2 separate regions of the Mus musculus genome follow, and region 2 is linked to region 1. A link is a contact called in public Micro-C data. All regions are on one chromosome and are shown on one strand. The core of a region is the stretch at or near the end of the contact, and the rest is flanking DNA. Distances in the headings are between cores, read along the strand shown.

Region 1 (4,874 bases), core at 816-3,315:
CAGAGGTCAAGGTCAGCCTGGGAAACTTAGTGAGCCCTTGTCTCAAAATGAAAAATGAAAAAAAAAATGAAAAAGAGGGCTTAGGAATAGAGCCCAGTGACAGCATGTGACCTAAAGATAAAAACCTGAGCCTTTTTTTTTTTTTTTTTTTTTGGTTGTGATCCTAGCCTTTAATGGCTGAGCCAGCTGGGCGTGGTGGTACATGCCTTTAATCCCAGCACTGGGGAGGCAGAGGCAGGTGGATTTCTGAGTTCGATGCCAGCCTGGTCTACAAAGTGAGTTCCAGGACAGCCAGGACTATACAGAGAAACCCTGTCTCAAAACAAACAAATAAACAAAAAAATCCTAAGCCTTGCTTGGTTTAATAATTCCTACATCTGCACTTTATCTAGTTTCTTTATTTTAAAACACAGAGTCTCTCCCATCCTTTTAAAGATGTGTTGCTTTGCTTTGGTTTTTGAGACTTGATCTTCCTAACTCGGCCAGGCTGATCTTGAACTCCTGGGTTCAAAGGAACCTCACATGTCAGTCTCCCTAGGAGCTGGTCTCACATGAGCTAGAAACTAAATTTTTACTCTGAGATGCAAAACTTTATTTTGATAGGACTCGTCCTGAGTCATCAAAAGCTGTGTAGTATGCCTGCAATCCTAGCACTTGGGAGGGCTGTGGCAGAAGGATCTTATGTTTAGGGGAGCCTAAATTGTAAATGGGATGGGGTACTATATAGCACATTTCAGGTAAACTTAATACAGTTGGCAGTACTTTTTTCTTAGTTTTGTATTCCACTCCTATATAAAAAAAGAGTCAACTGGTAATTTTTCTTTCAGTTCTTGAAGTATACGACTAAGGTTAAAAAAAAAGCCAGTTTTGTTTACTTCTGTAGTCTGTTCTGAATCCCTATTATGACAGGAAAATTCTTAAGATTAACAATCCTTATCTCTCAGCTCGAACTCGGTGCTTTCCCATCCCTCAGATTTGGTTTTTATCCCAGTTGTGTATGTTTTCAAAGTTAAAGTCAAATGACAAAATACTCCCCTAATCAGTCTTTGGTTGAGTAATAATATTTTTAAGGTACAGTAAATATGAGTGTGACCATTGGTCTTCACTCTTAAGGATATGACCAATGACCTCAGAACTTTCAGGCTACTGAAATCCCCTCCCACGGATATACTGTTCCATAGTGAGAGGTGAGGGCAATTTTATTTTAATTTTTTCATGTCTGAAAGACTTTACAGAGTGCTCTCTTCCTCTATTTCCCATCCAAGACCTGCTGGCCCTGAAATAATACTGCTTTTCACATAAAATGGAAGGTACAATGAGTCTTTCAACTTTGAACACCAGACGTACCTAAAAATTAATTTTTTAATGAAAATGGGGGGGGGTCTCACTGGGGACCCATTGAGTATGTGTGAGATTTGAGAAAGGAAAATTGGGAAATATTTTGAGGTTCAGCACCCATCCCTTCTGTAGTTTTCTAGAAACATCATGCTTCAGGGGTTGAGGGGGGTGGGAGGAACTTTGAGAACATTTGCCTCCACTTTGAGCAACATAGGGCTTTTGGGGGCTATCTCATTGAGCTCTAAAGTATTTTTAAATTCTCCCTAGTTCCTCTGACAGTCACAGCATTGAGCACCCTCCTCTGTTTTCACTCCTAAGTTTCAGTTTTCCTCACCTTGGTCGGTGCTCCGCACAGCTCACAGCCTAGGGGACGAAAATAGACTGCTGCTCCCTCGCTGTGCGTCTCTCTGTTGCCCGGGTAACAACTTTGTTGAACCCGCTTTTTTTCCACCTGTAGGACCCGTTTGACTCTGCTAGCCAATCATAGAAGCGTCTCCTTTAAAACAATACCAGCAGCAACCAATCCCGGGGAATCCCATGCTTGGCCTCCACGGCCGCCCTTTTCCAGCTAAGTAGGTCGACTCGGGTTAGGCTGCAGGATCTGTTGCTGCTGGCGCCTGGGAGTTTGCTGCTTCTCCGCCCGAGTCCGGGTCCGCCCCCTTCTCTTGGACCTGCCTCTCGCCCCGCCTCCGCCCTCACTTTGTAGACGGGACAGCGAGCGAGTTCAGCCACGGAGGTAAGAGCAGGACTTTAACGTTTGTCCCGCAGGCTTTTCGCGGCGAGCTTTCCCGCGCCGCCCCCCACCCTTACCAGGTCGCCAATTCCGGGTCTGAGAACTCAGTACCTTCAGCGGGTCCGGAGCGGAGCAGTGGACGCGGAAGGGTAGGACTCACGGGCGGGGATGGGAAAGCTTTGGTCTCGGCGATGCTCCGACTCTTCACGCCCCCTCCCGTGACAGAAACACGTGTTGTGCCGACTCTGTCCCTGCTAGGCACTGGTTCCACCGGAGCCTGTACCTTGGAGGTCGCGGAGCCCTGGGCGCTTGCGGTGGGATTGCGCTTTTTATTCCGTATGGGGGAAAGCCTGTCCCTCCGGGAGGCTGGGGGAAAAAGCGGGTCGTTCCGGGAGGCCGTGGGGAAGAGCAGGTCCGTCCGGGAGGCCGGGGAGAAAGCGTGGCCGTCTCGGAGCCCAGGGTGGGGGGTGGGGGAAAGCGGGTCCGTCCGGGAGCCCGGGGGAGAGCGGGTCCGTCCGGGAGCCCGGGGGAGAGCGGGTCCGTCCGGGAGCCCGGGGGAGAGCGGGTCCGTCCGGGAGCCCGGGGGAGAGCGGGTCCGTCCGGGAGCCCGGGGGAGAGCGGGTCCGTCCGGGAGCCCGGGGGAGAGCGGGTCCGTCCGGGAGCCCGGGGGAGAGCGGGTCCGTCCGGGAGCCCGGGGGAGAGCGGGTCCGTCCGGGAGCCCGGGGGAGAGCGGGTCCGTCCGGGAGCCCGGGAGAGAGCGGGTCCGTAGTCCGTCCCGGAGCCCATAGGAGAGCGGGTCCGGGGTCCGTCTGGTAGCCCCGGGGGAGAGAGTGGGTCTATCCAGGAGCCCGCGGGGGAAAGCGGCTCCGTCCGGGACCTCGGGGAGAGCCGGTCCAGGGTTCGTTCCGGAGCCCGGCGGGGAAAGCGGGTCCGTCCGGGCCCCCGGAGGAAAGCAGTTCCGGGGTCCGTCCCGGAGCCCGGGGAGAAAGCGGGTCCGTCCGGGACCCCAGCGGAAAGCGGGTCTGGGGTCCGTCCGGGAGCCTGGGGGAAAACCGGGTCGGTCCGGGAGCCCGGGGAGAGTAGGTCCGGGGTCCGATCCGGAGCCCGGGGGGAAAGCGGGTCCGTCCGGGACCCCGGGCGGAAAACGGGTCCGGGGTCCGACCCGGAGCCCGGGGTGGGAAGCGGGTTCGTCCAGGAGCCTGGGGAGAGCAGATCCTGGATCAGTCCCGGAGTCCGGGGGGAAAGCGGGTCCGTCTCGGAGCCCGAGGGGAGAGCGGGTCCGTCTGGGAGGCCAAGGCGAAAGCGGGTCCATACGGGAACCCGGAGGTGGGGGAAAAGGGTCCGTCCGGAAGGCCCGGGGTGGGGGATGGGGCGGAGAGCAGGTCCGTCCCAGAGTCCGGGAAAAAGCCTGTCCGTCTGTCCCGGAGCCCCGGGGAAAGCAGAGGGATCAGCCGGTAAGATGCTCCTGCGGAGGAGGCCACCGTGCTTCCTAAGTCCCAGGAAAGTCTTTGGGCAGAGTGCCCAGATTTCTCCTGCTCCAGAGTAGGGAAGTCTAGGTGTGCGTACCCTTAGTCGCTGATAGGGAAGTATCTTCATGTTAGAGGAGTTTCCCACGAATTGCTTGATTTGCAAAGGAGAAAGGTAGGGAAAAAAATGGTGTAAAATTAACTTGGCTATCTGATACCAGGTGTAAGCTAGGAGACATAGGATGGTTTTAATAATATTTTTTTGTTACCCAGGGAGTGGAATTCGATTACGAAGGTCCTGAACTACTGCCCTTGTCTCGGGTACTGTGCTTTTCACAACTTCACGGCATATGGCAAAGGGGAAGTGATAATGAAGTTTTAGTAATTTATTATTCTGCTTGCTATTATGCAAGATAAACAAAAATATGGGAGTAGGGTACTTAAATTATTGATTTTTAGCCAAATAAGCAATGCCATAATTCCCTTTATTACTGTGGGTGATCACAGATTAAATACCTTCCATTTTGTTAAGTCTCTAGATGCTTTTACAGAGTGTTATATATATTTTGGTATTCCAGTTGGTTTCCTTGTTTGGTCTTTGTTGTGCCCCTTTCTCCATTAATTCCATATCTGTAATATTCAGCCACCGTTTTGGAAGTCTTTTGACACTGAGTCATAGAAGGAAATACATTTTAAGAACTGGGTATAAGGGATTATATCTGTACTGCTGAGAGCACTAGACTGAAGCAGGAGGATCACAAGTTCAAGGCCAGCCTGGAATAAGTAGCAAGCCGCTTTCTTTAAAAAAAAAAAAAAAAAACACCTTTATATTGTGTCTGTAGTTCACAGATAGACAATATAATTGACATATTTGTAAAAATCATTATTATGTGCAAGTACAATCTAACACTTTATATTTTAAAGATAGAGACCATGATATATTAATAAATCATATTGCATTGTGAAAAACACTGGCCTTACACCACTGGGTTTCAGACGTTTGTCTGCCTTTACTGAAATTATCAGACGTGCAGATTGTTCAGGAATACTCTGGAAATAGGTTCTGTGTGTTTGCAGCACAGTGGCAGATATAAAGGTATTCCGTCCCTCTTCCCACTTGGAAAAGTAAAGGCTATTTATTTTAGGGATCTACTGGGACTCTTCAAGATGGAGTCCAGTGCCCTGTCGTGTTTTCCAGAAGGTTGAAGATAGAGAAAATGGTGGCTCTCAGATCTAAGATAAACCTCCCAGGACTTGCAGACAGACACTTGGAGGTTGCGAAACATGTTACTTGAGCCGCTCAGTGACTTTCCTGGATTCCTGATGTCACCGAGTGC
Region 2 (4,874 bases), core at 1,363-3,862, 100 kb before region 1:
ACTTATTATCTCAAACTGGAAGAACCCTGAAGTCAAGCTAGAAATTAGGTCCTTTGAGATCTGACCCATGCTTTCTTCTATGCATTAGCCCTCCACCATTTCCAAGGGCGTGTGGTCCAAGACATTCAGTAGAGGCTTAAAACTGTTGAGAATTCTGAACTCAATATGTAATCTCTGTGAAATCATGGTGGTAGACCATGATTGAGAGGGTTGCTGAGTGACTAAGGGACATATACAGAATGGATATGCTAGATAGAAGGATGCCATGAGACTTCCTCATGCTACTCAGATTGAGGACAAGTTTTAATCTTAGGAATATTTTATTTCTGGAACTTTCTTACTTAGTATTTTCAGCCTACAGATACCCATGAGTAGCTGAGAAAAAGGCAAATGGAATTGTGGGTAGGTAAGAAAACCTATTGTCCTGTGGAGAAAGGCCCATTTTTAATAACCCTTTCACTATCATTTTTGCCCATGTTTTCCTTGCCTTGCTAGACTCTGCTCCTTCTATCTACCCTCTGGAACCTTGGGTTTATACCTCCTTCATTCAGATCTGCCTTGTGTAAGTCACAGTCCAGTCTCTGTACCTAGTTCTTTGCTTGATCCCAAGAATGTGTTCATACAGAGGATGTGTATAAAGTTCTAGCCCAGTGGAGTGGAAGGGTTAGCAGAGAAGGTATCTATCCTATGTCTGCCCTTGATTTTCTTTCTGTTCTGAGATATGTTTGCTTTCTTTGAGTCTTCACAGCCAGAATTGAAATCAAAGCTGTAAAACATGCCAAGTCAATGGCTGTAATAAAACTACTTTAAATCTCTGTTCAAAGTGTTTATTTATATTATATCCCAAATGTTCTGTTTGGAATGCCAAAGCTTTTTCCAGTAGCAACAAGCCACTGGAGAAATAAGCATTAAGTACAAATCAAGCTAGATCAGCCACTGGCCTGATTCAAAATCACCGGTCAGGACATAAATTTGAAATAAAGTGGGAACGCATTGCCTTCTAATTAGGAACTGTGGCATTAGAAACCCTCTCCATCAGTGTGTTTGCATCTTCCATGATTTCTTCTGTGTAGTAGGCTATAAATTACCAGAAAATGTGAAGATGAAGAAGCAAATTACAGCCTGGCATGTTGATACTACTAACTGTAGTTCTAGCTCCTGGGAGCTAGAGGCAGGGGGATCCGGAGTTTGGGGTCATCCTTAGTTGTATAGCAAGCTCCAAGCCATCTTGGAGCCATGTGAGACACTGTCTCAAATGTCCTCCCTGTTTCCCCCCAAAGCAAGCAAATCATATCCACCCTGTGTTTGTAAAGTGATTTATGCAACTAGAGCCCGTGTCCAGTCCTGAACTTGGGACCCTTATCAGGAATCACATGAAGTGGTGTGGGGAGGTTCTGAGAATGTACATTTGTGACATACTTCCCCAGGTGGTGCAGGTGCTGTTAGACTAGTGTAAACAAGTTGAGACTCTCAGCCTTAGGGGCTGTACTGAAGAGACAGGAAAGTCAAGGGACTCTGGACCCAGGGGAACTCGTGCAGAGGCAAGGATTGCATCACACAAGGAGGTTCCAGCCAGCTACAGACAGGGCTCAGCGGCCCACTCCTGGGTCTCAGTAGTTATAGAGTACAAGTTAACCCAAGTTGGGCCTTGTGACAAAAGCCTTGCTCTTTGTGGAGTTTTTCTAATTCTTGCTGTCATGCCTCGTTCTTCCCACATGAGGAGAGAGTGGTGAAGGAAACTGTGGCACTCATCTTCCCTGGAACCAGTGGCCCATGATGAGCCCTGAGTTCCAGAGCTGTAGCAGTTGAGAACTACCTACAGTAACTCTCAGGCTGATGGCCCCATGTGGTGGCTGAGAATGCACATCTTTGAAAAGCCCAAGCGACACTGACTTCTTGACAGAAGGGGCTACGAAGTAATCTGTGTCCTTAAGACTGAGGGGCCTGTGACAGTGAGAGACCGGCAGAACAGGGGAAGTTTAAATATATACTGAGGATTTCATTGTCATGGGTCACATTTTTCTAGAGTTATGAGTTTGCAAGAACTATACCAATTTATGTACAACATTTCTTCATTGCAAACTAGGTTTCAAACCACTGTTTGGATTGGGTAGTTTGGGTTCAGAGGAGAAGGGAACTAAGAGTTACTGAGAGTTAGGTCTCAAACCTGGGACAAAGGCTAACTGAGGTGCCTATTTAACGTATCAGAGTGGACCTGGCTGCCAGGTTCTCCCTGTAACCCTCAGTCTCTACCTATTTACAGGGTATGACTGGTATACTAGAAACTCTCAGAGTAGGCACAAGACACCCCAAGACCGCGTTCAGCACAAAGGAGCACTATTTGCCCCGCAGGGACAGAGGGCAGGCATAAGAGACAAAGACAGGAAGTAGAGGAAGAGGAAGAAAGGTAAGGCAACAGGGAGGGGGAGAAAAGGGTCAAGGGAGACAGGGAAGGGAAGGACAAAGGACTGCCTCTGGGTAGAGAGGAGACAGATCTGGCCCATAGGAAAATAGCCATTTATAAAGGTAAAAGGGGAAACCCCATGTTAGGATGAGGTGTTTCATTTTGATTGGACAGGCTAATTAGGTGAGGTAATGGCCCGCTTTTGCTTGCTGGACCTTGGTAGTCAGCCTCAGGAGGAGGAAGTGGCCAAAGAATGTAATGATCCTCTGTGGCTAGCTTTAGAAGTGTAATCTAACAGTTTTTTTTTTTCCTTTTTTCTTTTTAGCAAGGCAGAGGGAATAAGGAAGGACAAGGCCTGTCAGAGCCATGTTGCCGTGCTTGGACTGGCTAGAGTTCCTTCACCCTGCCCTCCTCCCTAACCTGGTTGGGTTGTCCTGCCCCAGTAGACTCTTTCCTAGCCGTTTTGGTAACCTGACTCTTTTTTTTTTTTTTACTTTTTCTCATCAGGGCCCCTGCACCTGGTGCCTATATGTCTAGCTCCCTGTCCGCCTCACATGGCTCGGGGTCATGTCTCCTCTTAACTCTCCCAGGTGTCCCTCCCTCAGGCTCTGTTTTCCCTTTCGCTGAGTTCTAAGGGACTCCAGAGACTCCAGGACTCTGAGGCTCCAGGGGTGATTAGTGCCTCAGTTTCTCCTATCATCCTCTCCTCCTGTAGGAAGAAGACGTTCTTCCTGTTTTCCTACATGTGGTACTCATTCACTGAGTTCTATGAAACTTTTTGGGCGGGGGGGGCATTCCCCCAGAGTTACCCCATTTGCTTCTCCCACCAACCCAGTTGGGTACAGACACCAATTACTGCATCTCTTGTGACAGCCTCCGGGAGTTTCAGTCAGTCACCTGCCCATTGCCACACTGTTTATCAAAGCTAGATCTGGATTCCAGATCAGAGCTGGCTCCAAAGCCTTTCTCCCCACAGCTGCTCCTAAGTGCACAAAAGACATGCCCTGCTCACAAGAACAGGGGAAAGGAAGGGGGATTTCAGCAACAAAGGTCACGGGAACAGAATCTTCTAGTAGCCAAGGTAAGGAAGGATGAGGCTAGAGGGAGAAATTGGCCCTCAATTCAGAGACTGTCCATTCACAGCTTGACTTCTTGCAGTCTCCTACCCACAAAGCTCTGGCTTAGCCCGCTTTCCTGGGAACACAGTCTGGGATAAGTCCCCAAGCTCACAGGCTATTTCAGGGAAGAAGCCCGGACAGGAACTTACGACCTTTCCACCCAGCCTAGTCTGATCTCCCAGTCTGATACCGCCCAGGTTTCAGGATGTCCACTCCTATAGGACACAGGACCTTAGAGAATGGGTCAGTACAGGATAAGAAGAACTTGCCCACAGCATGGTGCTTAGCTTAGGAATGCCAACATTTGTGTTGGCTTTAGGGGGCAGCTTCCTTAGCTTTTGACCTTGGGAATGGAAAGCTGTAACTGGCAGTAGATGGTTCAGAGTAGCCAAGGCCCTGGAGCAGGGGGAAGCTGGCGTTGATGCCTACAGCTTGACTTCAGGACACAGGCCAGCAGAGATTCTCCAGGGCTCATACATATGCTGCAGAAACACTTCCTGGTTCTAACAGAGTAGAAAACCCCAGGCTTTTACCGGCCACCTCTTACTCCAGATTCCATCTTCCTTAGCAAATAGGCCAGCTTCTGCAGAAGCCTTGATTGTTTTGTTTTTAAATTGACAAGAGGAAATCATGAATCTCACATCATGGATTTAATTTCTTAAATTGTATTGTATGTGCATGAGTGTTTTGCCTGTGCATGTGTGTGTGTGTGTGTGTTGCCCATGGAGGCCAGCAGAAGACACTGGGTCTCCTTTTTTTTTTTTTTTTTTTTTTGTAATGAATCCAGATGTTTGCTTTTATTAGCATTTAGTGGTTTAAAATAGTACATAGTGAAGAGTGTAAGCTTTAGCTGTATGGGCCTGAGTTCAAGCCTTGGCCTGACCCTCTGAGGCCATAGGATACCGTAAGCTCTGAATCTCTTTCCTTGAGTATAAGGTATAATATCAGGGACTGGAGAGATATCCTGGCAAATAAAATTACATACCGTTCTTGTAGACTAGCCCTAGCTCAAGTTCCAGCACCCATGTTAGGAGGCTCACAACCAGTTTAACTCTAATTTCAGGGGAGCTGGTGCCTCTGGTCTCCATGGGCCCTGCACACACATGCACATACACTGGGTCTCCTTAAACTGGATCTACAGATGTTTGTGAGCTGTTGTAGGGGTGCTGGGAATTGAGCCTGGGTCATCTCCGAGAGCTGCCAATGTTCCTAACTGTGGAGCCATCTTTCCTGTCCCACAATATGGCCTTTACCTTCTCACCTCTTTTCTTATCCTAAACTTCCTCCTGCACACAGACTTCCTTCCCCCCTGGCTACTCATTATCCTTATAACCCTGTTGTTCCCATTACGT

Evidence for each region. A called contact is a pair of places that touch in the nucleus more often than the background predicts.
Region 2: a Micro-C map of trophoblast stem cells shows a contact between it and region 1, with 3 times the contacts expected there. The contact joins the enhancer-like site here to the promoter of Nup62cl in region 1. A contact is called at or near these places in 3 of 484 Hi-C or Micro-C datasets (embryonic stem cells, frontal cortex and trophoblast stem cells) and 1 of 9 other capture datasets (adipose tissue).

What each region holds. Positions count from the first base shown.
Region 1 is chrX:140,059,759-140,064,632 of GRCm38.p6, reverse strand. It overlaps Nup62cl (nucleoporin 62 C-terminal like), which reads left to right and starts at 2,065. Exons shown (of 9, transcript NM_001081668.1): 1 at 2,065-2,220. Dnaaf6b (dynein axonemal assembly factor 6B) reads right to left here and starts at 1,754. Exons shown (of 7, transcript NM_177921.3): 1 at 1,673-1,754.
Region 2 is chrX:140,162,794-140,167,667 of GRCm38.p6, reverse strand. No RefSeq gene overlaps it. Among named protein-coding and RNA genes, the nearest start is that of Gm39537, 26 kb to the right of the region's middle. Within about 2 kb of position 2,612, at least 3 of the 459 cell types and tissues checked have an H3K27ac peak or open chromatin away from gene starts, as enhancers often do. A contact at or near this core is called in trophoblast stem cells, where this site is marked.